2 separate regions of the Sus scrofa genome follow, and region 2 is linked to region 1. Evidence: chromatin contacts called from public HiChIP or PLAC-seq data. All regions are on one chromosome and are shown on one strand. The core of a region is the stretch at or near the end of the contact, and the rest is flanking DNA. Distances in the headings are between cores, read along the strand shown. Region 1 overlaps NFAT5 (nuclear factor of activated T-cells 5). Region 2 has its middle 32 kb from the start of NFAT5.

Region 1 (6,411 bases), core at 1,359-3,858:
CTGCACCATATATGGAAGTTCCCAGGCTAGAGGTCGAATCAGAGCTGCAGCTGAGGCCTATGCCACAGCCACAGCAACACGGATCCAAGCTACATCTGTGACCTATGTTGCACCTTGTGGCAATACCAGATTTTTAACCCATTGAGCGAGGCCAGGAATCAAACCCGCATCTTTACAGAGATAGTATCAGGTCCTTAATGCCCTGAGCCACAAGGGAAACTCCCTTACCATTCTAACATTTTAATCTCTTTCCTACTAGCTCTTTAAAAATAAAAGTGAGATCACAGTTTTGTATTTTCCTATTAAAAAATTTAATATTCATCATGGACATTTTCTTTTGCTTTTTTTGTATGTGTCTTTTTTAGGGGCACACCCATGGCATATGGAAGTTCCCAGGCTAGGCGTTGAATTGCAGCAAGAGTTGTCAGCCTATGTCAAAGCCACAGCAATGCCAGATATGAGCTGCATCTGTGACCAACACCGCAGTTTGTGGCAACGCTAGATCCTTAACCCACTGAGCAAGGCGAGGGATCAACCCCACATCCTCAGAGATACTAGTTGGGTTTGTAACCCACTGAGCCACAAAGAAAACTCCCATTATGGACATTTTCTTCTACTATCAACTATTCCTTGAATACATGATTTAGAATTACAAGATAGATTTAATTTTATGAATTTTATTAGACAAAAGACAACGAAGATTTTTTTTTTTGTCTTTTTGCTTTTTCTTGAGCTCTATTTTTAAAAAATTATTACTTTGGGAGTTCCCGTCATGGCTCAGTGGTTAACGAATCCAACTAGGAACCATGAGATTGCGGGTTCAATCCCTGGCCTCACTCAGTGGGTCAAGGATCCTGAGTTGCTGTGGCTGTGGTGTAGGCTGGCAGCTACAGCTCCATTAGACCCCTAGCCTGGGAACCTCCACATGCCGAGGGAGCGGCCCAAGAAATGGCAAAAAGACAAAAAAAAAAAAAAAAAAAAAAAAATTACTACTTCTTCTTAGTTATAACATTGTTCCAATAAAAAAAGATTTTATGCTTTTAAATGCCTTTGATTTAACAAACTAGAAAGCTAGTTTAGAATTTTAAACAAGTTTAGAGTCTGATTAAATTTTAGAGTCCTACAACTGCTCTAAGTAGCAGAGCAAGCATTTGAATCCAGATCTGTTTTGACTCCAAAGCCTAAACATGTAACCAAAATATTATAGGATGGTTTGAGTATGGTTTTATCTAATTACTTGCGGGTAGTTTTATTTAGTTAGCTCATTCTCAAAATAAAGCTAAAAGATGCATGTGTGAAAGATTCACCTTGAAATTTAATAGCAGAAAAAAGTGTAAAAATAAAAAATTTAAGTGCTTAGTGCTCATCATAGAGAAAATGCTACATAAGTATTAGCTATTATTACTCACAGGAAATAACTGTAGCAGTAGAGAGGGGGGAAAAAAGTATGCACTGTGTTCCTTATAGTGATGTTTATAACAGTTAAAATAAAATAAAACTCCATCATCGAAGACTGGCTGATTTAAGTATATTTGGTATTTACACTATGGGATACAATCAGCCCTCTCTATCCTCAGGTTCCACATCCTTGGATTTAACCAATCACATATGTTTTAAAAAAATTCAAACTTAAGATAAATATATAAATACATATTAATTATACAGATTAAACACAAGGCAGCATTAACAGGGAAAAGAAACACAAAAATGGGAATTCCCATTTTTGGCTCAGTGGTATTGAACACCACTAGCATCCATGAGGATGTGGGTTCAATCCCTGGCCTTACTCAGTTGGTTAAGGAATTAGCATTGCCATGAACTGTGATGCAGGTCGAAGATGAAGCTTGGATCTAGAGTTGCTATGGCTACGGCGTAGGCTGGCAGTTGCAGCTCCAATTCATCCCCTAGCCTGGGAACTTTCATATGCCATAGGTGTGGCCCTAAAAAAAAAAAAGAAACAAAAATGAAAAAGAAAAAGAACAATGGAGGATAACTTCAAGAAACAGATGAGGTTGTGACTTGAAGAATTCTTTTACCCAGCCCTTAATTGTTTTTCTTATTATAATCACCCTATTAAACATATTCAATCCTCAATAACCCTAACCACTCATCTTCAATATTCCAGATCCACAGTATTTTAAACTTTAATGGAAAAAATCAAAATACACAGACTAGTTACTACTATGAATTCATGATCCTCCTAAAAGTAGCTCAGGAAACCTTTTATTTATTTATTTCAAGTATTCCTCCTCAGCTCCCCCATCTTAGAGCCACCAACCTATATCTGTCATTCTTGGCAAATAACTGCTTATTGTTCCAAGGAGAAAACAGGCAAGCTCTAAGAATGAATTCCCCATACTTCCTTTTCCAGATACAAATTATCCCTACTTCTGTTCCTTTAGGTCCAAAAGAAAAAACAATCCTGTGTACTAGATTCCTTTTTCTTCTTTTGAAGGAAAACTTTCTTCTATTAAATTAATTCCTATCTTTTATTTTCAACTCTCTTCATTCCACAAGATTCCTATTCCTATTGTATCTCTTTCTAGCTTCCACCTCCCCTTCCCTCTTCCAACACACTTAGTATAACAGTTGTCTTCACTAGCTGCTTCCACTTCCTCTACTCACACCTATTACTCAACCTACTACTACTAGGCTTCTGTTGCCACCAGTCCATTAAAGTTTCTCTGCACCAATAAACTCCTAATTGACTTATCTGCCACCTCTGGTTCTACTACTGGAAATTCCTCTCTTATCTTCTGTTTCTTTTCTTCCCTCATTGATTCTAGTCCACTACTTGTTTCATGCCCCTTAAATATTTAGGGTGTTTTACCCAGGGAAATGAATCCCCAACCTTCTTTCTTTCTGTTGAAAGAAGGTCAACATCAATCATAACTCCATTGATATTCATATGATGATGACTATTTATGTTGGACTCCAGTTCCAGATTTATAGATATAAGTACCTACTTAGTATCTTCTTTTGGATATTTATATAGATATTTCATTCTTAGTATGTCTAAAATCAATCTTTTTTATTGTTTGATAATCTAATTAACAAAGAGGAATGAATCATACAGACACATTGGGAAATGATACAAGTTTGTTGATGTTTGACATGAATTATTGACATTGATGAACATAATACAAAACTCACAATAAGACGAGGACAGTTAGGACAAGCTGGTTAATGACTACTGTCAACTCAAACAGTACTGAATACTAGTTGCTACTCAAAAAAACTTGAAGTGTCTTGAAATCCCATAATTTATACATGATAGACACTTATGGAAGGTTTCCAAAATTTGAATACAAAACAAAAAATACATTACATTAACCATAGCAATTGTGCAGCTCTAAATTCAAATAATTGTAAAGTCAATCTTTTGATTTATTTCCCCCCATCTACTTACCCACCAGAGTCTTTCCCATCTCATTAAATGAGAATTCCTTTTTCCAGTTGCTCCGTTCAAAATTTTTGGTTATCATCTTTTTCTCTCACACGCCACACAATTCATAAGCAATTACCGTCTGCTTTTCCTACACAATATATCCAGAACACCACACTTCCTTTTTTTTTTTTTTTTCTTTTTTTCTTTTTTTAAATCTTTTTAGGGCTGTACCCTTGGCATGTGGAGGTTCCCAGGAGAGGGGTTGAATCAGAACTATAGAAGCTGGCCTATACCACAGCTCATAGCAACGCTGGATCCTTAACCTATTGACAGAGGCCAGGGATCAAACCTACATCCTCCTGGATGCTAGTCAGATTCATTTCCGCTGAGCCATAACGGGAATTCCCACACTTCTTACTACCTCCTGCTACCATCCTGTATATAATACCTAACTATCTCACCTGGACAAATGCAAGTGCTTTTCAAGTGATTTACTATTTCATTCCTACAGTTTATTATCTACATTGTAGCTTGAATGAACAATCCCTTTGAAACCTAATTCAGATCACTCCTCAGCGCCCATCTAAGAGTAAAATCCCAAATCCTACATGATCTAACCACCCAAACATGTCTCTTGCTTTATCATTTACAACTCTCCTCCTTACCCACTCTGCTCCAATCACACTGGCCTCCTTACTAGTAGTTTCTTGAACATGCCAAGCACCTTTCCAATCCTCTGAACTTGCTGTTCCTCCATCCGGGAAATTCTTTCCCTAGGTATTAGCTTACTCCCTTAATTCCTTCAGGCCTCTATAAACGAGGCACCACTTCTTTGGGGCACTCTGACCACCCTACAGAAAACAGCACCCTCTAGCACTTACCCTTCCAAAACCTGCTTTCTTTTTTGTACTCCCCACCACTTTTTGATTGATATAATTTACATAACAATAGTGCACCCTTTAAACTAGACAATTCAATGGTTTGAGTATACTCACAAAGTTTTACAATCATCACCACCATTCAATTCCAGAACATTTTCATAACCCCCAAAAAAACTCCACAGCCATTATTAGCAAGTCATTCCTCACTCCCTCATGACCCAAGTTCTGGCAACCACTAATTTACTCACTGTCTCTATGGATTTGCCTGTTCTTACCCTCTGACATTTGATAGTGATTTGCTTATTATCTCTTTCCAACCAACTGAATATAAACTGCTGAAGGCAGGGACTTTTTTTTAAATCTCTAATTCCAGTACCTAGATCAGTGCTTGGTATACAGTAGGTGCTCAATGTTCCACAAGCATCTTAATTTCAACGTACCTAAAATAAAACTCATTATCTTCTGCTGCCTTATTTACAGCATGAAACAGTTGTTTTAATTTAAAGTGGCATTTACCAAACTATGCTGAAATCGTGTGTCTGTCTGCCCTTTAACAATGGTGAGCCTCTTTACCTTAAGCACTGAGCACAAAATATACTGAATAAATAACACATTCCCAAAGCTCTTAATACTCAATACATTAATGACTTAAATTTATGCTTAAAAATAAAAAATACCATTCTAGCAACAAATCACAATTTACACCCCTCCATTCCAAATAATTCCTATAATCCTTTTTCTCCCTTAATCTTCTCTAGATGACAGAGGTTATTAAGGTCTGTAAAGAGTAACCTTCGCTTACTTATTTATTCTCTATTAACTTTAGGTCCAAGACTTACTTCATAACATGTTGGAGGAAGATTAACTTAGACATACTAGAATAGGGAAGCCAGAACAGAAATGGTAGCAAAAGAATCTGATAGCCAAAGCCGATCTCTAAAGTTCACCATGGTGAACAGTGCTGAGTTACATTTTCAATTAGAATCATTGTAAATTTGTGCAACCTTTCCTGCACAAAGAAAAAACAAAGAGATATATAATAACTGTATAAATATCACTAATTTATTATGGTATTTCTATCTCATTTATTCAGCTTTATATAGTATTTGAGGGTCTCTTATCTCCAACCTTGTGCTACTAATTTAGGTTCTCATATCTAGCCTTGGTTTACCACATCTTGTACAATACTTTTTCCCTCCCTTATTCTCCCCTTCTCCAATCTCCAGCTCTATGATCCAGTTATAATGAACTTCTTTCAATTCTCAACATACTAAGCTCTTGCTCACCTCCAAATCGCCCAATTTGATATTCCAATCATGATACGATATGTCTTTGTCTAAAACATTCTTCCTCCAATACAGCTCCTTCACCTTTACCTGATGAATTTTTATAATTTTAGGACTGAGTCTGGATGTCACCTTTTATCAAAAGCCCTGATTTTCCGACTTCTCATGTCCCATCTCATCAATCTATACTTCTCTTCTCAGAACACATAGTATACTATTTTTAATGGATTATTTATTAGTCCTCTCCCCAACTAGAAGGTAAGCTCAATTAGGGCAGGAATCATATTTTTGTCCTTTACTATTGTATCCTCAGTCAGTCAGTAAACAAATGAGCTTGGCCAAGGTTACAGAAAAAAAAGGAACAGAAGTTAGAATATCTTTTTTTTCCACCCTAGCTTTTCTAGTGATTAACACTGCCAACTTGGGCAAGTCTCTTAATCATGTGGGGTTTTGGTTTATTGCCTATAATATAGGGATGTTAACTATACCTCTCCTAGGTGCAAAAAATTAAATGAGGTAATCTATGTCAAAGTGCTGTACAAAGTTGCAGGCAAAGTGTAATACAACATTAGTGTAAGTTATCTACCTGCCCACTCTCCCATAATAGAAATAATCCTACATGTTATTTATCATAACATGTTAAGTTGGTCTATTAAAGTTAGAAGGAACTTTTCTCAAAATGAAATCAGATTTGGAAGATATACTACAAGCAGATTAATTCCAATTCTATCTCTTAGCAATTTCAACTAACAAGCAGTAGATTTTTCTGAACCTATTAAAGTAGTCAAGTGCTAACAGGTTAATGAACAACTAGGAAGACAGAGAAAAAGTCAGCCCTCTGAGAGCTATAGCTGAA
Region 2 (6,575 bases), core at 745-3,244, 64 kb after region 1:
AGACACCCAGACTCGGTGGTAGAGAGAAAAGATTCCTCCCTTTGTGGAGGATGGCAGTCTAGGTAGGAAGTAATCCTCCTACCTCGTCTCTGGATCACACCAAGGGACTGGTTTAGGAAAGACTCCTCCATCTGATAACACTCAGAGCAGTGGCTTCCCCCCAACCCCAGGAGACATCTGGCAATGTCTGCAGACACTTCTGATTGTCACAACTTAGGGGGAAGTGCTACTGGTGTCTAGTGGGCAGAGGTCAGGGATGTTGCTAAACAACCTCTAAAGCCCAGATCAGCTGCACACACCCTTTCCCAGACAAAGAATTATCTGGCCCATATGTCAACAGTGATGAGGCTGAGAAAGTTGACTTAGAGAGACTCTCAGGATTCTTTCCTGGAGGTTACAGAGAAGGCGAAAAGTGGAAGGAGAAGGATGGCCCACAGGAAGATGGCAGCCCTGGGGTCGTGTGTGCGCCCTGGGAGGAAGAGGATTTACCTGCGTGATTTCAGCGTTTGTTAGGCAAACCCATGGGTAGAGAGAGACAGCTCCAGTGTATTGAGCATCTACTCCAAAAGTTAATTTGTAAATACTTCACTGGCATGTCTTGGATCCCCTGCCTGCCTGCCTCCAGAAGGAGACCATATGGTGAAAATGAAAAGCTGTGGAGATAAAATCAGAAGATCTGGGTGGAATTCCAACTTTGCAATAATGAAAATCACTTGACTTCTCTAAGCCCCCACGTCCACTCTTGAGAAATGGGATAGAAATGTCCCCCCTCCCACGGCTGAGATGAGAACAGGTGTATGAATACGCCTGACTCTTTGTACAGACTCAAAGGTGACACTGTCACTATTACTGTTTGCACGTTCACATTGTATCATACAGTAAAAAAAGTGGTTATAAAATAGAACATATTGTATGTGTCTAATTTTTGCTCAGTATGAATACCTACCAAGAAAAGTCTAGATATAATTGTATCAAATGGCTAACATAAATTGTCCCTGAGTGAGGAGAAGCAAAACAGAAGCAAATTACCTTTGGAATTAGTGAATGTGTGTTACTTAAACTCAAACACGTTACTCTTTTCAAAGATATTTTATGATTTGAGGAAAATATTTAGGATGCGATTTAAGCAAAAACTAAAGCGAGAGAGAAATTGTGTACAGCTGTGCTGCCCAATATACTCACCACCAGCCCATGTGGCTACTGAGAACTTGAAATGTAGCCAGTCCCAACTGAGATGCACTATAGTTGGGGGTGGAGGTGGGGGAGATTTCAAAGACTTAAAAAGAATGTAAACTATTTCATCAATAATTTGTATATTGATTGTATGAGGCAATGGTAGTATGTTTAGATCTTTTGGGTTAAGTACAATCCATTATTAAAATCGATTTCACCTGTTTGTTTTCATGTTCTTTAATGAGGCTACCAAAACATTTTCAACTACGCATGTGGCTCACATTTCTGATTCACATATCTCTTCTGAATACTGCTGTTGCAAGTATAAACAACATAAACTTGACCCATGTCAGGAAAAAAAACACAGAGGAAAAAAAAAAATAGAATGGAAAAATACCAAACTCATCACCATAACTATATCGAAATGAAAGGATGATGGGTGATATTTTTCAGCTTCTTCACACCTTTCTGTGCTTTCCAAGCATTCTGTGGGGATGCAGATAGCCTTGTGCTAATCTGAAAATGGGCAAAAAGAGTCGAGACTCTCTCCTGTATTCCAGGACAAAAACTGTCCTTTCTCGAAATGAGTGCATCGTCCGGAGACTGCTCTTTCGTGGAGAGGAAGATGATCTTGTAGCGGGCCAACCTCCCCTTCCGTCCTTGGGTTTGCGAGGGAAGGTCTGACACGGCTCCCCACTCTCTGTGGGGGCGGGGCGACCCTCCCCGGGGCCTTCCCCACAAAAAGGGAACAGAGGGTGTGAGGAGGCTGTGAGGAGCAGCTCCGGGGATGCTCAGATCATCCCTGGGCAAGGAAATGAGTCATCTCATGAGTCAGCCCCACCGCCCTGCTCTCATTCTTGGTATTGTTCCACCTCACTGCTCCTCTCTGTCTGTCACCCTTTCCCCCTAAACCACACGTGTGGCCCTGAGACAGCCTAGGCAGAGCTGGCTGAGAAGGGCACCTGGGTGCCCAGGACCTAAGCAGCATCCTTCACGGTGCTGCCTGTGGTCCCCACATCATCTCTCACCCACAAAGCTGCCCATTCCGCACAGGTGTTATTAGCTCTCTCCGTCAAAGATGCGAAAAGTGAAGTACAGAGATCCTTGGTCAAAGTGTCTGGTAGGAAGAGGCCCAGGCGAGATTCAAATCCAGGCCTGGCCTCCAGCCAGTGCTGCCAAAAAAGGCAGGCCCTGCAGCTTGGCCTCTCCTAGGGCTCTCACGGAGGTCTATCCCCACAAGAGGAAGAAGTAATTAACCTGTGTCCCCTCATTGCCCTGTATTTCAGGTCCCCTCAAATGTCCAGGCACCTGACACATAGGTGGTCTGCTTCTCTCTCCCAAAATACATCTCTGGGAAAGAGTCTAAGAGTCCAATATCACACATTTACACCAAAGTATGACTTTAGGCCTATAATTCTTTTTTTTTTTTCTGCTTTTTAGGGCCGCACCCATGGCACATGGTGGTTCCCAGGTAGGGGTCAAATTGGAGCTACAGCTGCAGGCCTACACCACAGCCACAGCAACGCAGGATCCAAGTCACGTCTGTGACCTACACCACAGCTCATAGCAATGCCAGATCCTTAACCCACTAAGCAAGGCCAGGGATCAAACCCGCAACCTCATGGTTCCTAGTTGGATTCATTTCTTCTGTACCATGAGGGGAACTCCGGCTTATAATTACTTCTTCAGGTGAAGGAGCATCTGTAGGTGAAGTCCTACTCCAGCTGCAAGGTGAAAGACTGGAAGGAATTCCTGCCATTGGGAGAACTGTGGGAGAGAGACCTGAGGGAGAACGAAGGGGTTCTCAGTTCTGCTCCCTCCGGAGAAGAGGAGCCCACCTACTCAAGGAGCCAAGTCTTTCCTTCAGTCTATTAGCAGGGAGGGTGGGGCTGAGGCCAAGTAAGCAGATACTCATGTGATGTGGCTGCCGCAGAATGCCACCCCCTCAGAGATTCCACTGGTGGGGGGAGTCATGCCGTGGGATTAAAGATTTCCTTTCTTTTAAACCTTTTAAATATCTCTTTGTAATTTACTGTTTTTATAGATAATACATATAGATATTATATGAATTACATTCACATAATTCAAAAATTATGCACCATTGATACAAATGTAAATAAAACTATATACATTTTAAACCATGAAACTATATTATACACACACACACAAAGTGATACTGAAAAGACTGTCTCGGTTGGGTCCCCCATCTGCCTACCCCACTCCCCTGTCACTTCACCACTGTTATTAGTTTCTAGTGTATCTTCTTCGCATATACAAATAAACACAAATGCACATGGACCCAGACTGCTTCCCTTCTTTTTCTACTAAAGTTTCAGACTCTTTTTACAAAAGTTAAAATGCTAGAGAGAGGAACACGTTGTTACTAACACTTGAGTAGAAAGGAATCTATAGCTATCTTCTTCCTGCGGGCACTAAAGCAGGCCCTTTTCCTTTGTTTTGACATTTTATTTTTATTCATTTGTTATTGTTTTTTAGGGCCACACCTGCGGCATATGGAAGTTCGAACGCTAGGGAGGGGTGGAATCAGAGCTGCAGCTGCCAGCCTACCCCACAGCCACAGCAACACAGGATCTGAGCAACATCTACAACCTACACCACAGCTCATGGCCATGCCAGATCCTTAACCCACTGAGTAAGGCCAGGGATCGAACCCAAATCCTCATGGACATTAGTTGGGTTTGTAACACACTGAGCCACAACGGGAACTCCCCATTTTGACCTTTTATAAGTCAGGTCTAATGAGGCATAACTTACACACAGGAAAACTCACCCTTTTTATTTTTTTGGCCACAGCGCAGAGTGGCTTGATATGGGATCTCAGTTCCCAGACCAGGGATTGAACCCAGGTTGCAACAATGAAAGCACCGAATCCTAATCACCAGACCAAGAACCTCTCCCAAATTCACCCTTTTTAGTGGAGAGTCCTGTGAGTTTTGACAAATGTATATACTTGTACAGCTACTACTACAGCCAAGATGCTGAAAGGGTCCATCACCCTCCCCAGGAAAAATTCTTTCATGAGCTTCTGTAGCCATCCACTAACCCCGCCCCAGCCTCTCCATATACACTCTGCTCTCCAGCCCTAGCACCCACTAATATGTTCTTGGGCCTATAGTTTTTCCTTCTCCAGACTCTCATATAAAGGGAATCATGCAACAGGTAGTCTCTTATGTCTGCCTTTTTTTACCTGCAGGATGCATTTGAGCTTCATCCCCATTATTATTGCGTATGTTGTATCAATACAATTGACTATTGAACAACATAGGGGTTGGGGCGCCAACCCTCCACCCAAATATCCATGTATAACTTAAAAGTCACCGTCCCCCCCACCCCATATTCATGGTTCCTCCACAAATGCAGTTCCTCCAGTACCCACAGTTCCACAGCCACAGATTCGATCAAAGTCAGAAAGTAGAGTACAGTATTCATATTGAAAAAAATGGGCATATCAGTGAACCGGCCCAATTCAATCCCATGTTGATCCAAGGGTCAACTATAATTTATTTCTTGTTTGGGGTGAGCTATATTCCATTGTATGGAGGCACCTCAGTGTGTTTATCCATTCATCAGTTAAGGACATCTGGGTTGTTCGCAGCTTGGGACAATTATGAACAGAACTGCTATAAGCATTCACAAATAATTTTGGGTGAATTATGACTGTGTGTGAATACGCCTTCTCCTTTCTTTTGAATATATAGGAATGGTACTTCTGGGTTGTATGGAGAGTATACATCATCGCACTTTTAATCCTTACAATGGCCCCATGTTCTGGTCTTGTTCACCTCATTCTTAGAGGGGAAATCTGAGGGCCAGAGAGGTTTAGCAGGCTGTGTCCCACATCATGCATCAGGTAAGTGGCAGAGCTGGGATGCGAACTCAGATCTGAGAGAAAAAGCCTCGTCTGGTAACTGTTGCTAAGTGCTTTCTGCTACTCTGTTGAAAGAGGTCAGAGACATACAAAAGTGTAAAAGAATTTAGAATTCCAGTTGAGAGGAAATCCCAGCGGGGCCCTCTCTAGGCTGGTAGCTCGGTCTATTGCCTCAAGAATACCAGCTTTCCCAAAGGGGATGATTCCTAATGTTCATGAGCAGGTCTGGAACGCTCTTCAAAGTTTATAGTTCACTTGACATGCATCATCTCATCAGAGAATCATTTCCCAAGGAGGCGGACCTGTCTCTACCTGAGACCCACCCACAGAGCTGCTGACAGCTGGTGAGCACTGGGCAGAAGGAGCCTATTTGTGACCCTTATTATTTCATTCTATCCTGAGTTGCACACCCCTCCTTTTGTGCAACGATAAGCTGGCAATTCCGAACGCCCTCCTGGCACGCCTGGATTGGCAGGGTGGTGGCCTGGAAAGGGCACAGGTCTGGGACTCTAATTCTTCCCCCCGGGAGTTTACTGGGAATTAGGAGGGCTGTGTGAGTGCCCAGCGTGGGACTTGGCGCCTGGGAGGCAGTCAGCAAATGGTGGCTCTCTTCCCTTTCCCTAATAGAGGAGATAGGTACGAAGCCAGAAAACAAGACACCGGAGGCTAACCTCTACCACCAACGTGCTGTATGCCTCAAGCAAGTCACCTCCCGACTGTGTGCCTTTGGTCTCTACGTTCATAAAAGTGGACCAGGTCCAAGTTTACTATATGGAATGTAATTATAAATGGAGCCTTTCTTTCAGCCTAAAGCACAGGATTAGGGGGAAAATCCTTAATCTCCTGGCTTCCCAGAGGGCCCTGTCCTCTTTAAGCAGAGATGAGATTTTACAATCATGGAGAGGAAGCAGTAGGGAGAGGCCTCAATGGTCACATACTACCTCACTGGATTGTTTTGGGGGGAAATGAGATCCTGTGTGTGAGCCACAGGTCTCACCTGAGTTCTATTTGGCCTACACGTCAGGTAACCAACCTGTCGTGGTTTACAATGAAGGTTCCACATCCAGGTAACCTCTTAGTTTTAGGAAGACTGGGACAGCTGGTCACCCTACCTACACATCCATTTTTTAAGAGCCAAAGTTCAAAATTTAGAAGTTCACATTAAAAATTCCAAACGTCCAGAATCTCTTAAAAACTAGGGGATCTGGCAACTCTGTGCCCATATTTATACATGGAAGCAATGGGCTGGACTGAGTGGTAGCAGTTTTTTAAGATGCGTCAAACACTCATCCCTTTGCCACAGGCCCCATCACTCCCTTTTGTGTTACACCATCCATCCACCTCACTCACTCATATTACCTGCCTGGCTCCTATAGCACTGAGGTATGCAACTCTTGGCGTAAACTCTCTCTGACCTCTGAAGAGCTTAAAAATTTAGGAGATGAAGCTTGTAAATGTTGCCCCTAGATTGCTCCCTTTCAAATGGCCCAAGACAGGAACACTTTAGTGGCTA

The links. HiChIP or PLAC-seq counts read pairs in DNA pulled down with a chosen protein or histone mark.
Region 2: an H3K27ac HiChIP or PLAC-seq map of alveolar macrophages shows a contact between it and region 1. The contact joins two enhancer-like sites. A contact is called at or near these places in 3 of 47 Hi-C or Micro-C datasets (blood, embryonic fibroblasts and epiblast stem cells) and 1 of 2 datasets of contacts at active chromatin or transcription factors (alveolar macrophages).

Annotation. Positions count from the first base shown.
Region 1 is chr6:17,398,488-17,404,898 of Sscrofa11.1, forward strand. All of the region lies in intron 1 of NFAT5 (nuclear factor of activated T-cells 5), which reads right to left. Among named protein-coding and RNA genes, the nearest start is that of NFAT5, 33 kb to the right of the region's middle. Within about 2 kb of position 2,609, at least 1 of the 83 cell types and tissues checked has an H3K27ac peak or open chromatin away from gene starts, as enhancers often do. A contact at or near this core is called in alveolar macrophages, where this site is marked.
Region 2 is chr6:17,463,512-17,470,086 of Sscrofa11.1, forward strand. No RefSeq gene overlaps it. Among named protein-coding and RNA genes, the nearest start is that of NFAT5, 32 kb to the left of the region's middle. Within about 2 kb of position 1,995, at least 27 of the 83 cell types and tissues checked have an H3K27ac peak or open chromatin away from gene starts, as enhancers often do. A contact at or near this core is called in alveolar macrophages, where this site is marked.